Regions from separate parts of the Mus musculus genome. Here region 1 is linked to region 2. Evidence: chromatin contacts called from public Micro-C data. All regions are on one chromosome and are shown on one strand. The core of a region is the stretch at or near the end of the contact, and the rest is flanking DNA. Distances in the headings are between cores, read along the strand shown. Region 1 overlaps Adam12 (a disintegrin and metallopeptidase domain 12 (meltrin alpha)). Region 2 overlaps Adam12 (a disintegrin and metallopeptidase domain 12 (meltrin alpha)).

The links. A called contact is a pair of places that touch in the nucleus more often than the background predicts.
Region 1: a contact with region 2 is called in a Micro-C map of muscle stem cells, with 7 times the contacts expected there. The contact joins two enhancer-like sites. A contact is called at or near these places in 10 of 484 Hi-C or Micro-C datasets (the 3T3-L1 cell line, 3T3-L1-derived adipocytes, the C2C12 cell line and 6 more).

Annotation. Positions count from the first base shown.
Region 1 is chr7:134,206,093-134,212,543 of GRCm38.p6, reverse strand. All of the region lies in intron 1 of Adam12 (a disintegrin and metallopeptidase domain 12 (meltrin alpha)), which reads left to right. Among named protein-coding and RNA genes, the nearest start is that of 5830403F22Rik, 14 kb to the right of the region's middle. Within about 2 kb of position 4,408, at least 13 of the 459 cell types and tissues checked have an H3K27ac peak or open chromatin away from gene starts, as enhancers often do. A contact at or near this core is called in muscle stem cells and stem cell-derived neural progenitor cells, where this site is marked.
Region 2 is chr7:134,111,419-134,118,387 of GRCm38.p6, reverse strand. The region is part of intron 3 of Adam12 (a disintegrin and metallopeptidase domain 12 (meltrin alpha)); the gene reads left to right. Among named protein-coding and RNA genes, the nearest start is that of Gm51501, 62 kb to the right of the region's middle. Within about 2 kb of position 3,352, at least 79 of the 459 cell types and tissues checked have an H3K27ac peak or open chromatin away from gene starts, as enhancers often do. A contact at or near this core is called in muscle stem cells and stem cell-derived neural progenitor cells, where this site is marked.

The DNA of each region.
Region 1 (6,451 bases), core at 3,159-5,658, 93 kb before region 2:
GATTTATTTTTAGATTTTTATTTATGTGTCGATGAATGTGTCTTGCCACATGAGTGCAGGGTACCCACGGAAGGTAGAAGAGACTGTTGGATGCATGGAGCATGGAACCTGGTGCCGGGAACTTCTGGAAGATCAGCAACCACTCTTATTCCTGAGCCATCTCTCTAGCCCCTAGATCTTTAATATGGAAGACAAAACAAAAACAAAGAAGTAGACCCTAGTAACCCCCTGTGTCTACGACCCAGTTTCTACAGGTACCAGCTCTGGGTACTCTTGTTTTATTATGAATAGACCATTTTTGTTGTTCTGATCTTTAACTTATTTAGGGTATTGGTTTTTAACTCGGTGGGTGATCTTGCTTAATGTTTATTGACATTAGTAGAATGTGTATTCTATAGAAGTCCTCTGAGAATTATCACAATTCTTTGTGTTAATCCTCCTTTCTCCTCAGACGGGTCAGAGCCTTCATTGCAGGGTAAATAGGAGCACACAGCACACATGTCTGTCTGTCTGTCTGTCTGCCTCTTTCTCTTTCTCTTTAATTTTAATGAAAATAAACTTAGCTTTTGTCCTCTTAGATGCCTGCTTTCTTTCCTTCGTCTCCCACTGTATGGCTAAAGGGCTCCTTACACCTTTTAGGTCTGTGAGTTTAGATGCACAGTTTCACTATTGCTGTTGGGTTTGCCACATTTGCACTTCACTAACAGAGTCTGGAGAGGACCTTCGCTTGCTCTCAGACAGTGGCACAGGCTATGCGTGGGTGGATGCTTCCCACTGCACTTCCGAGTTTTCGTTATCACTATTGCTTGGTAATTCAGTTCTGCTCTTTTAAAACATATGCTACTTTTTATAATTGATCATCACTGTTAACACAGGATTTAGAATCTTCCAGGACAGTGGTTCTCAACCTTCCTAATAATGTGACACTTTAATATCATTTCTCATGTTGTGATCACCTCCAACCATAAAATTATGTTCATTGCTACTTCATAACTGCAATTTTGCTACTCTTATGACTCATAGTGTCAATATCTGATATGAAGGATATCTGACATATAATCTCTGTGAAAGGATCATTTAACCCCTGAAGGGGCTGTGGCCCACAGGTTGGTTCTTGGAGAATCACCCATGTGATGTGAGGTGTATCCAGACAGGGTTAACTGAGGAGGAAAGGATCGCTGAAGTGGACGGTACCATCCCACAACCTGGGGACCATGGTTAAATAAAAGGGAGAAAAGCAGGAAGACAGCTGAGCGCCCGCCACGACTCGCCCATCTCTGCTCCCTGAGATGTGAGAGACATTGGCTTCCCTCTCTCACAACCGTGGGCTGTTCCTATCCCCATGGCTTCTCTGACACTGCAAACTGTGAGCCAAAATGGCCACCTGTCCCCTAAGTTGCATTTCCTAAGTGTTTTTTGTCACAGCAACAGGCAGAGTAACTAATGTATTCTTCAAACTGCTGGACGTGGGAGAACTTTAGAGATGCAACAGTCCTTATGAGCTCTTCATACAGAAAGAAGACCCAGGATCAATTCCCGGATCCCACGCCAGGAAGCTGAAAGTCACCTATTACTCCAATTCTAGAGAATCTGATGCTTTCTTCTGGCCTACAAGGACATCTGTATGCATGTAGCGTTGTCTGTCTGTCTGTCTGTCTGTCTGTCTGTCTTTCTGTCTTTAACTTTAAAACAATGCAGTGGGGCCATAAGAGACTCTGGTCTGGTGTTGTCATCCAACACTTAGATTGGCTCATCCAATATAACCAAATCTTCTCTGCTGCTGCATTCAGCTCACTCCTTCTTAAAGCTGTCTTCCACTGAGAGTCTCTGATGAACAAACTGTGTTTGCTGTCCCCAAAGATGCCCATTGTAACTCTCTCACAGGCTTACCTCTGTGTTGAATTCTAGATGGACAGTTGTTTCCCTCAGGCAAGTAGAGATCCCCTGGTGTATCCCAGCCTTCCCTGACGTGGCATTGGTCTCTTTAGAGTAACAGTTATTTGTTGGATCTGTCTTTTTATCTAGATATGTCAGTTTTTCATTGTTGGTCTGTATTTTTACATGTGTGTGCACATGTTTCTATAATCTTGTCAATATGAATTTGTGTTAGTGTATGGCTGAAAAGGAATAATTTCTATTTATCATTTATACCTGGCTTTATGTCACTACCACACCCATGGTCTTTCTAACCCCCCTTTTTCCTCTTCTCTTTCTTTTTTTTCATTCACGTATGTTTCTTCCTTCTCCTTTGTCTTCTTGTGGTACTCAGGATTGAACCTAGGGCCTCAGACATACTCACAAAGGTACTGCCACTTTACATCCCAAGCTGTCTTTGGCTGAATAAGGTAGACTCTTATTAAGTTGATTAACCTGACCTTGAACTCACTCCATAGCTCAGACAGATATTGAACCTGTGATTCCCCCTTCCTTAACTGCCCAGGTAAATGGGATTAAGACCTATACCAGCAGGCCTGGATTGCCTGAGTTTCTTGAATCCAGACCATGATAAAGATGATTAACCTTCATCCTTCCCTTTATTACCTGATTTGAAACTCTTTTTTGCCATTGGACCTTGTTAGTCAGTGACCCTGTTCATAGCTTCTGCTTATACCTTGATCTTTCTTTACCTTCTTTTTATTACAGGTAACATGTCTAAGACTAGATTTGATCTTCCCAATTCTCCTTTTAGCTGTGCCTAGTTGACTGTCTGGACTACTTATTGACTCACTTTATGTTTCCCGATGTTTTTTAAATGTTCATTTGTGAAAGCTTCATTTTGTTCTTCAAACTCGCTAGATACATTTTGAAGTGATAACTCGTTCATTTCATTGAGGTTGCCTTCAAGCTCTTCCCGTCTTTAGGTATACGATATTGTCATTCCCTCCAGATTGTTTCACTGGCCAATTCCCAGAACCTCAAGAGCTTAGAGTAAAATCTTATTTTTCTTTATTATCACAGCTCATCTCTTTCAGAGGTTTCTGCTTTCCCTTTCTCAGCCCTCTTCTCCTGTACACTATGAGCCATGCTGTAAATTCAGGAACTTTCCTGTAGAGCAGAGATTGTTTAAGACTAACAGGTTCCTGGGTGTTCACTTGTCTGAAGCCATTCTTGCACACTATTCCCCAACTTGGAACTTTTATACCACATGTTTATTGTAAGCTTGTTCTGTACGCCCAAGTGGCAAAGACATGAAGTTCTGAGTCCCTAGTGTAAGTGAGGGCACAGTGAAGCCACAGAACTAAACCACTCTGTAGGTAAAAAAAAAATAAAATAAAAAATAAAAAGGTTTATTGGGGATCAAACTGCCACTGCTGTCTCTCCAGGATCAGAAAGGACAGGAAAAAGGTAGGAAAGATTTGCCTATTTTAAGAGAGGCATGCGAGCTAGAACAGCTTGTGGTATGGGTAAGAACAGCCTGAGAACTAGTGTGGAGACTTAGGTCTGTTACAGGCTTGCTTGTGTCAATCAGAAGTTCAATGCTCACTGGAGGAGGTAGTTGGCTGAACAGGGTAAATAGGGGTAATGCTGGCTTTAGGTGGCAATCCTTCTCTTTACCTGGTCAGCCTGCAGCCTGAGCCGAGCCCAGACTGGCAGTCAGGACATTGTCAGCAGTGCTGGTATTTTTTTGAGCCTGCTATCTAAAACTCAACAGATATGGGGGTGAAAATAAGTGACTTGAGAGATTGCAGGTTCCCTGAGAAACTTAGTTGTTTTTATAACCCCCAAGTTATAAAAACTTGGGAAGGACAGCCCTTCAAGGATCTGTTTAGATTTTTGTTTTTAATGGGGAGATTGTGGTGTCAGGGATGGAAGCCAGGGCTTCATATGCTAGGCAAGCACTGTGCCCAACACTAAACCCCTAATCCAGGCCCTGGTTTTAGTCAAGTGTCTTAGCTGTCAATCTCCTCTGTGTTCAAGTCATACTTCTGTCATGACTGGAGTTGGGCCAGTATCCACCAGACCTCCTGGCTTCCAAGGTATTGAAGTGTCCGAATGTCTTTGCTTAGAATTCCTTTAATTCCCTCTAATTCTCTTCCTTTTCTCTCAAGTTCAGTTATATGGGTCCTTCAATGTGGGTGTCACGTTTAACATTTGCATGTGTTTCAGTGGCAAGTCCTCTTCGGGGTCACCATGTTTTCCGAGCCAGCAGGCCGCATATGAATCAACACGTTTCCTTCCTGCACACTGTGATCCAAGAGTTGGGCTAGGAGCTGGGGGTTACCATGGTGTGAAAACCAGACGCAGGCTCTCACCTCGGAGCATGTAGAGCATGCGAATCCTAGGGATGTGCTGAAAGAAACTGAACCCGCTCCAGGGGGACCGGGTCTCAGCTTCCAGTCCTGAGAATATTCATCAGGAAATCAGGCAGCTGCTCTCCCGTTGGCAGGTCATTCTTTGCCTTGGCAGCTGCAGGGGTGGATGTGCAAATGATGGGGCCAAGCTAAGCTGTGGGCGAGGACATCAGCTGTTCCCATCCTCTCCTGGCAGGGGCAAACGGAGAACAGCTGGGGAACCAGTCAGACATGAACTCCTCCGGAAGCTGCCTCTCCGCCAGCAGAGGTGTCAACAGAATTCCTCTTGCCTGCACCTTCTGGGAGCACACACTAGATTTTTTCCCCCATGCTTATTGATTTTGATAAGGGGAGGGTTATACGGCGGAGCATGACGATGGCGCAGATGCTCATCTGGATATCTCTGCAACTTTTGGAATGGATTCTGTGATGTCACATCAATGTAATTCTCCACTCATTTACTACCTAGGGGATGGAGAGCAATCACCTAAATGACACCAAAATTTTGATGACTCGTTAACTTGATCCCCCAAGCTTTATGCCACCTCTTCATGGGGGAACTCGTGTTCCTTGAGCGCCATTAATTCATGGGAAGTTCTGTTCCTCTCTTATTTCCCTCTGCCAGTTTGTCCTCATGAATCTCACTGTCTTTTTGCCTGCTTCTCCACTCTGCTTGCTACCAGGAGAAGCTTTTCATTTGACTTTCTTCTCGTCCCATCTCAGGTCCAAGCCACTGGTTACAGAGGATCAAACAAGACAGCAATTTGCTAAGAGGGCAGGAAGAAGGATGAGATGAGAAATAGTTTTGTTTTGTTTTTAAAACAAAACAAAACAAAACAAAACAAAAAACAAGCTAAGACTATGTATTCAGACATATATGACACCTCCTTAATGTACCTTTATCTCCCAAGGATATCAAGGACAGAAAATAAGGACCTGTATTTCATCTGTCTCCTCTTGGGTCACACCTGGGTAGATGTAGTGCGTCAAGGGGGCTGATAATTCTCCCACTTTATGGTTATGAAAATGACAGGTGGCTTGAATCAAGTGCCAGAATATGGACATCTGTGTGGCTCTGTGAAGGAACCTAGGAAATCTTTTATTTTGGATATATTTTATTTTTCACCACTAAGGAATGGAAAGGTAGTCCCCTTCCTGGGCTATGGTAAGCACTGAATGAAGAAATACACATTCCTTTCAAATTGTACAGAGAGGCACGGCTACCACTGCTCACTCGATGGTTTGAGTTTAGCCTCCCACCCCACCCCCACCTCAGAAGGCCTAAGTTCTAGGTTCTATGAGCTACCATCCCATCCTAAGTCTAATGAATGGTTGTCAGTGTTGTTCCCAAAATACAAGATGGGGCATCAAAGGTGCAGGGGTGTTTCTCTTTCCTTCTATATCTTAGATCTCATGTTCCAGTGTTTATGCTTTTGGGCTTAGAATTAGGGATATCTCTCTATAACCCAGGAAGGTAGTGCCAATTCTCCCTAGGCACTTTCCATAGCTCTGGCTGTTCTGGAACTCACTATGTAGATCAGGCTGGCCTCAAGCTCACAGAGATTTGCCTGCCTCTGCCTCCTAAGTGCTGGGATTAAAGATGTGTGCCACCAAGCCTTTCTTCTGGTCTTGTTGACTTACAGCTAAAAGGATAAAGATGTATTTCCTTCTATGCCACTGTGTGAATATCATGGGTTGGGTAGAAGGGACACTTAAAGGGGAAGAGCCAAGGTAGACCAAGGCAGGGTCATGGCTTTTCCAAGCCTTCAGCTCCCAATGGGCCTTCGGGAAAGAACTTGGAGAGGAAGAGGGTTAGGAGTAGGATGGGGGAGTAGATAGAGCTTAAATTGTTCATCAAGGTTTTGGGTGGGTGTGGCTAGAAGCGACTGTTTAGGTAAGAATCTTTCATGCTTTTGTGGACGAAACAGCACCCAGCCTCCCCGCTCTCATGCCAATCACCTGGCAGAGCACAGGACATCAAGAGTGCAGCTCATTTGAGGCTCTGGGACTTTGCTCTTCAGAATTCTACAGGTCTAAAACAGTTTCAAACATTCTAGAATTTGAAGGATTTCAACCCCAAGACCAAAAAGTGTTACTTTCCCACCCAGAAAGGCAGTCAGTTGAGCATGCGCCCTGCTGTCGAGATGGTTTTTGTCTGA
Region 2 (6,969 bases), core at 2,103-4,602:
CTTACCATGAACTCAGGAGACCACCATGGGGTCATGCCCTTGGCTTTGGAGGATACTGCAGACATTGTCCTTCTAATGTGGTTAGAAGGAGTGGGACTATGGACCTTGGAGGATTCAGCTATGGACAAGGACTCCCAGGTACAAGTATAGGTACAAGGGCTGTAAAAGCAGGCCCTTGGAAAACCACAAAAGTATCTCTTCATGGTCATTACTAGTACAATTCTCCCCACCCAGTGAGCATGCTAGAAGGCTTTTACTATGTGATATTAACTATCTTTCCACCCACCACATCATTTTAACTATCTTTCTTCCCCCACAGCATCCCCATCCTTTTGAGCCTCTCCAGGGTAATTAAAAGAATTCTCGTTTACTTTTCCACTAGCCTAATCTTTGCTTTCTGGACTGGGTTGTTGCAAATCAAAGACACCAGGTCCCCAGAATTGCAGACTTTACCTAATGGGGGTCATTAACAGGGGAGGTCTCCTGCAATGAGAGCCCACAAAGGACAGATGCTAGTCTGGCTCCTGGCTGTGTACCTAGTGTCCAGGACAGATCTAACCACACTGTGGAACTGGGTTAGATTCATGAAAACAGGAGCCTCAACCATCATTGTTTCTAGGTATCCCTTGTACAGATGGAGATTTGAAGATTTGCAGGGGGAAACCAACCCAAAGTCACAATTTGGTGAAGGTGAAATATAAAGTCAGGGGCTCCCAATATTAAACCCAGAGTTGCTATTTGCTAACACGCTGGACTCAGGATTCTACTGTACAGCCTGAGGTCTCTGCATTGGTGTTTTTCCTTTTGTTCATGAGCTCTTGGTCATGTGCTATGGCAGCATTCTGTTAGCCCAATTGGCCGACACAGTTGTTAGCTGTAGCAGTCTTTACTACTTTGTGGGTTCTTTTTTTCCCACCCTTTCTACCATTTAACATTAGATAAGAGAGGAAAAAGGATACGAGGGGAAAGGGCATGGTGGTATCATTAGACTACCTCCTACTGATTATGGTTATGGAGTTCCTTGGGGCAAGTTTGGTCTTCACGACCAGGAAATCTAATTTCTTGTTGTTTCTTCTTTGCACACTACTATTTAACAAACCACAACCAACAGCAACCAACCAACAACCTACCCTGCCTCATGGAGACCTAGCATTTATATACCCTCTGAAAAGTCCCCAGAATTCCAAGCAATTGCAGAAACTATGTGCCTTGTCACTAGCAAAATCACATTCCTGCTGGAGCACTAGGCAAATCATAGTCAACTGCTGCCGACAATCTGAAGCAGCCCCATATCCCACACCTGGGATTAAAATGAAAACATATTCTTATTTCTATGTTTTTCAAAGAAACCAAAACTCCAAAATTCTCACTACAGTCATCTAGATGCTAAGAAGAGAAATCAATTCATCTCCTTTTTCCTGAACTTCATTTTTTTCTCAGAGCGCCCAGCTGATCTGAAGTTAGCAGGGTGAAAACACTGTGGAAGATCAGGAGAAGTACAGCCTCCAGTTGGAAGAGGTGGGAGACTGGACCCTTCCTTGAAGAATATAAATGCTCTGTCAGGTGCCCCATTCCTGCCTGCACCAATTCTTACCTCCATCCCCACCCCACCACACTGACTGGCCAAGGTCCAAAAGGGATATCTGCCACTTTGGTTCAGGTGCCTTATAGACCAGTTTCAGCCTGCCTTGTTATCTTACTGCCAGATTGTGATATTAGGAGACAGCATCATGGGAAATGTGCTTTGGGGGTGGGGGGGGGCTGATGATGAGAAGTTTCCCATGCATTGGAGGCAAATGTGTTTGGGTATTTGTAAATGCAGAGTCAGTTACCATAGACAGCCCCACTTTCTGTTGGGATTTTAAATGTAAGTGTTCTTGGAAGCCTGAACCCTTACTTTTTAAAAGTGAACACTGTGACCACTGACATAGACTATTGATGCAGAAAGAACCTCCCTGGACTTTGCCAGTTCTCTCTGGGATAAAGAGGCTATATTTTGAAGGCAACTGTGTGTTGTAGGGGCAGGAGGAAGCTGAGCCTGAGAACAAGCATGAACTGAACTCAGAACACAATCAAAGTTGTCACCAACCTGCTTCAACTCCTTAGGATAAAAAGTAGCAGGCTGGGTGTGGTTGTTCATGCCTTTAATCCCAGCACTTGGAGGCATGGGCAGATGGACCTCTGTAAATACAAGGCCAACGTGCTCTACAAAGGGAGTTCCAGCACAGCCAGGCTACACAGAGAGAAACCCTGTCTGGAAAAAAAAAAAAAAAGAGCAACATCTCACATCTACAAGCAAGCCTAAGCCAGCTTCTAGCCACCAATACTGTCTCAGTAATTCTAGAAGGAACCTGCCCCAGCCACCACCCAGTACTTGCCTCAGGGCTATCAACCAACGAGGCCACATTGAGGGTCCTATGGAATAAAGTAAGAGCTGGTACAAGACTTTAGAAATGCCCAGACTGATCAAGGCACTCAGTGTGTGCCTCCTCCTGATGCCGCCAGTGACTCTTGACAAGAGCATGTGACACAAGAACCCATGAATTTGTATCTTGCGGAGCTCAAGTCAAAGTGCAGAAAATGTGTCTAATTTACAGTTGTTTTTTTTTCTAGTTGGCACACTTTTAAAGCTGTGTTAGAAGTTACTGAGCATGTCAAGGAGTCCTTCCAGAAAGGAGAAAGTACTCCCCAGAGATGGCAGTGTGTCAAGTAGCTTGACCGTGGCCTGGGAACATGATTGCAAAACAGCTGAGGACCTTTATGCCTAAAGAGTGTGGCTGCTGCGGATGCTCCATGGGAATCCCCGGGACAGTGTGGACTACAGCCCGGCACAAAGCTGGGGAAGTCAGACCAGTGCTGCACAGCAGAATCACTCCAGGCGGACTCTGTTACCTTGTTCACAGGGAGTGCGGGAGGGAAGAAGAGCATCCCTGGGGCCAGGCTTCAGACGGGGCCTAATGCTAAAGAAAACAGTCAGCCACGATGGAGCCCTGGATGTGCTCAGCGGCACTTCTCTCCAACTGTCTGCTTTTCCCTGGCATCAGCTCTGTGCAGTGTATATGACAGCTGTCCCTGTTCTCCAGAGGACACAATGACCAACTGAGTCAATTGATAGGTGATAGCACTAGATCCAGACCCTAACCTGTGACCTGCAGAGTCCAACTTTTTACCCATTCTGAAGATGGAAGCTTATGAAAAGAAGGCAGGGGTCAGGGGATAGGATGCACTGCTTAGGGGAGACCTGGGCCAGGGCCAAGAACTGGGCTGAATCTTCAGCTTGAGCACAGCATGGAGTAGATGAGCTGGTGATGACTCAAGGACATCCTGTCTCCAGGAACAGGATGGGAGCTCTCCAGGGAAGAGAAGTCAGGAATGCTTAGGACCTACCAGTCCTTCCAGAGGCTACTCTCACAGAGCCTGTACAAGCTCAGGCCTGACAGGAACCATGTCTTATCACAGTTTATCCCAGGCTCTCCACTCCTCTTCCCAGTGTCCTGCCATGAGGGAGTCTCCACAGCACAAGCAGGATGGCGTGTGAGGAGACCCTGTCATCCCCACCCCCAAGGGATGTTATCAGTCCAAGTGAATCCAAGAGCTATCTATCAGAAGACCTGTCTGGGGCAGATGTTTCTCAACCCTGCCCCGCTCTGCTGTATAAGAAGCAGATGCCTCATTGTAATCTCCAAGCAGGCTCACTCATGAACAGAGCCACTCGCTGCCTTTCTTCACACAAAGAGAAATCTGGTAATTCCTTTGTGTCTGAGTTCACTGGGTTCCAGCACCACGCTCCCCCTCCAGGAACACCCCTGGGAACAAGAGAAATGATAAACTAGTGGAGATTAAGCTGAAAGGAACGAGTCCCCACCATGAGTCATGAGGACAGAGGACACATTGGCAAGCAGATGAAAACCCTTTGATAGATACCAGTTGTAAAAGCGCGGCCAAACCTAATGCTGAGGAAACTGTGGTGACTCAAAGCATAATGTATGCATCGCCCCCACGCCCTCCTTTTCTCTTTTTTGACCTAAAAAAGAAAAATTGACAAAACAACATATCTTGTGAGGGGGAGTTCCCAGGGACAGCTTAGAGGAAAGGGGAGCTTGAAACAGATTTATGTTCAATCAGAGTGCACAGTTGTTCTATGATGTATTTCCACAATGGCATCAGAATGGTCCTGCCCCGTCTCAAGAAAGCAGCTATGACCAGGCCTCGCTTGCAAGACCTGCCACCTCCCATCTCAGCATGGATAAAGTTGTTCCCCAGAAATGTCCCAGGGAACGGGGGTGGGGCAGAACATCCCAATCACATAAGAGTCTCTGGGGTCAAACCAGATGTCAGGTTTGGTAGCAAGCACCTTTATCTTGCTGAGTCATCTCGTCTCTCCCCAGCCAGAGATACCTCGTGACAACTGTGTGTTAATCTACAATTCTGTCAATAAAGTTTCAGTTAGTGACAATACATTAGTAACGGCTCCATCTAAGCAAGGGTTTTACCCTATAGGAGTCAATCATTTAATTTTCCATTTTTCATTTTTTTTAAAAAGGAAAGAAGAAAAGAAAGAAGGGAAAAAAGAGTTAGAAAAATGTTAAGTGTAAAAGCTTTGAAGAATTAAAAATTCTTTAAAAAATTTTTTTAAGAAAACTTTGATATAACAAGAAGAAAACTAGCTTGCACATTCTCTCCATAACGATGTTTATTATTGGACATTCGACTAGTTTGGACAAATGCCTGCACACCTACCTCACCCTTGCTGACCTCCCAGTAAACATGTGAGCAGAGGGTCGGTCGGCTTCACCCCTGTGGTTGACTCTAGGAAGAGCTGCTTGTTCTCACTCAAATGTTGGTTTACTTAAGTGAAGGTGAGCCTGTGTGAGCAGCAGCTCCCAGGGACATCCTGTAGTCCTCTGGAGCCCAGACCAAGAGCCCCTGTTTATACAATCTGCGATTCCTCTGCAGGAAACTACAGCATCAAAAGACTATAAAGAGCCTGGTGGAAGACAGACCCAGGTCACACGGTGGGATTTGCTTGTTCACTCCCTCCTCCCTGGTGTCTGAGGATAGCCAGCCAGCATGAATATCAAGATGCAGTTCTGCCCTAGACAGACTCTCAGCCTGGGAGTAGATCATGAGTTCTGTTCCAAAAGTGAATAGTCCAGACAAGTGGGACTGTGTCTTTTATACTAGCAAAGTGCTGTTGGCTCAAAAATGCTTAATCAATGAAGCCATGAATTCAAAGTTGCATTTGGAGCACTTTACATTGACCTTGGGTCAAAGGTAAAGACAGCATGGCTTTCTAAGGCCTTCTAAGGCTCTTTGACAGGCGCTCCCCATCCATCCACTACTGACTCCAACTTGGACAATTCTGTTTCCAGTTTCCAGTAGGAAAGGAAGTGCTTGCCATTGACCCTTGTGGCTGGTGAGTGTGGCTTGATTTTAGGAGGAAAATTAATTACAGAGTAAAACTATATCATCCAGAACTAGGTGCCGTCAAGAGGATAAGAACATTTTAACCCGAGAAGACAAGACTAGGGAGAAAGTCAAGCAGTGTAGCCCTGGGAAAGAATCTTGGCTTTCTTATCCCTTGATTTCTCTAACTATAATAGGGGTAGTTGAGTGTCCCATGAAAGGTCTAGAATTAAAATAGGCAGATACCTGCAAAGCATTTACAACAAGAACATGGTATTGATGGGTAATGTTAAAGGGTTATAGCCTCTGCCTCAGAAACACTAGATGGGACTACAGAGATAGCTCAGTCAAGCATTTGCCTTGCAAGCATGAGGCTCCCCAAGCCCCACATTTTTGAAGAAACAGGAGGTGGTACTCATTGTAATCCCAGGGCTGGGTAAGAAGAAGCATGTTGGTTCCTGAGGCTTTGCAGACTAAGCTGTTTTATAAGTTCGAGGACCATGAGAGGAATTAACTTTTTTTTTTTAAAAAAAGTAATTAATAACTGAGAAATGACAGCTAAGGGGTTTCTCTCAATTCCACACACACATGTACTCATGCAAGCACATGCATGTGCAGATGAGAGAGAAATTTACTAAGTGTCTTTGATTGCTAGTGAGCCTATCAGGGCAGAAAAACCTTTCTGCTTGACCAGACCTGGGAATGGAAACAACAGATAGGGAAACCAAGTTATCACAGTACTTGTGCAAGAGTTGGGCTGCCTCAGAAGGGTGAGGCCTGCATTACAGAGGACCCATAGGGAGGGAACCATGTGCATCTCTAGCGTATGAGTGTTACAGCAGACTCAGAACAGTGGGCAAGGGCAGTGTTTTAGCTATTTTCTTTATTACTATGATAAAATAGCTGACAAAAGCTGAAGAAGGAAAGGTTGTTTTTTGGCTCACAGTTGAAAGTACAGTTCATGGCAGCAGGGATCATCTGGGAGTCCTCAGGAAGCAGAGGCAGTGGATGCCATTACTTGGTTCGATTTCTCTTATTTAGTCCGAGACTCCAACCAATGGAATGGTACTACCCATGCTTAGAGTGTGTCTTTCCATCTCGATTAACCCAATGTAGAAAATTCCTCACAAACATGCCCAAAGATCTGCCTTCAAGGTGACTCTAGAGCCTGTCACGTTGACCAACAGCATAAACCACTGCAGACAGAAACAGCCATTTACTCTGTGTTGGGTCCTATGCTAAATGCTCTCAAGTTGGTGGTGGTTTCGGGTACTTTGTGGTGTTTGTTTACTCCCAAGCTCAGTTGTTCAGGCCCTCTTTGTAGACAAGTATGTAGCAGACAATACTCATCCTGGAATGTATGTGCGAATGATGGCTTCATTCACTAGACTTTCATCTCTGCCCCAAATACCTGACAGTAATGGTTTAACAGAGGAATACTTGACATTGTTCCATGATTTCAGAGGCATCATTCCATAGTGGGCTGGCTCCATTGCTATGAGCTGAAGTGGTAAGGTAGGCATCATGGTGACAGGGCATACTAGAAGAAGACTTCTCATCTCA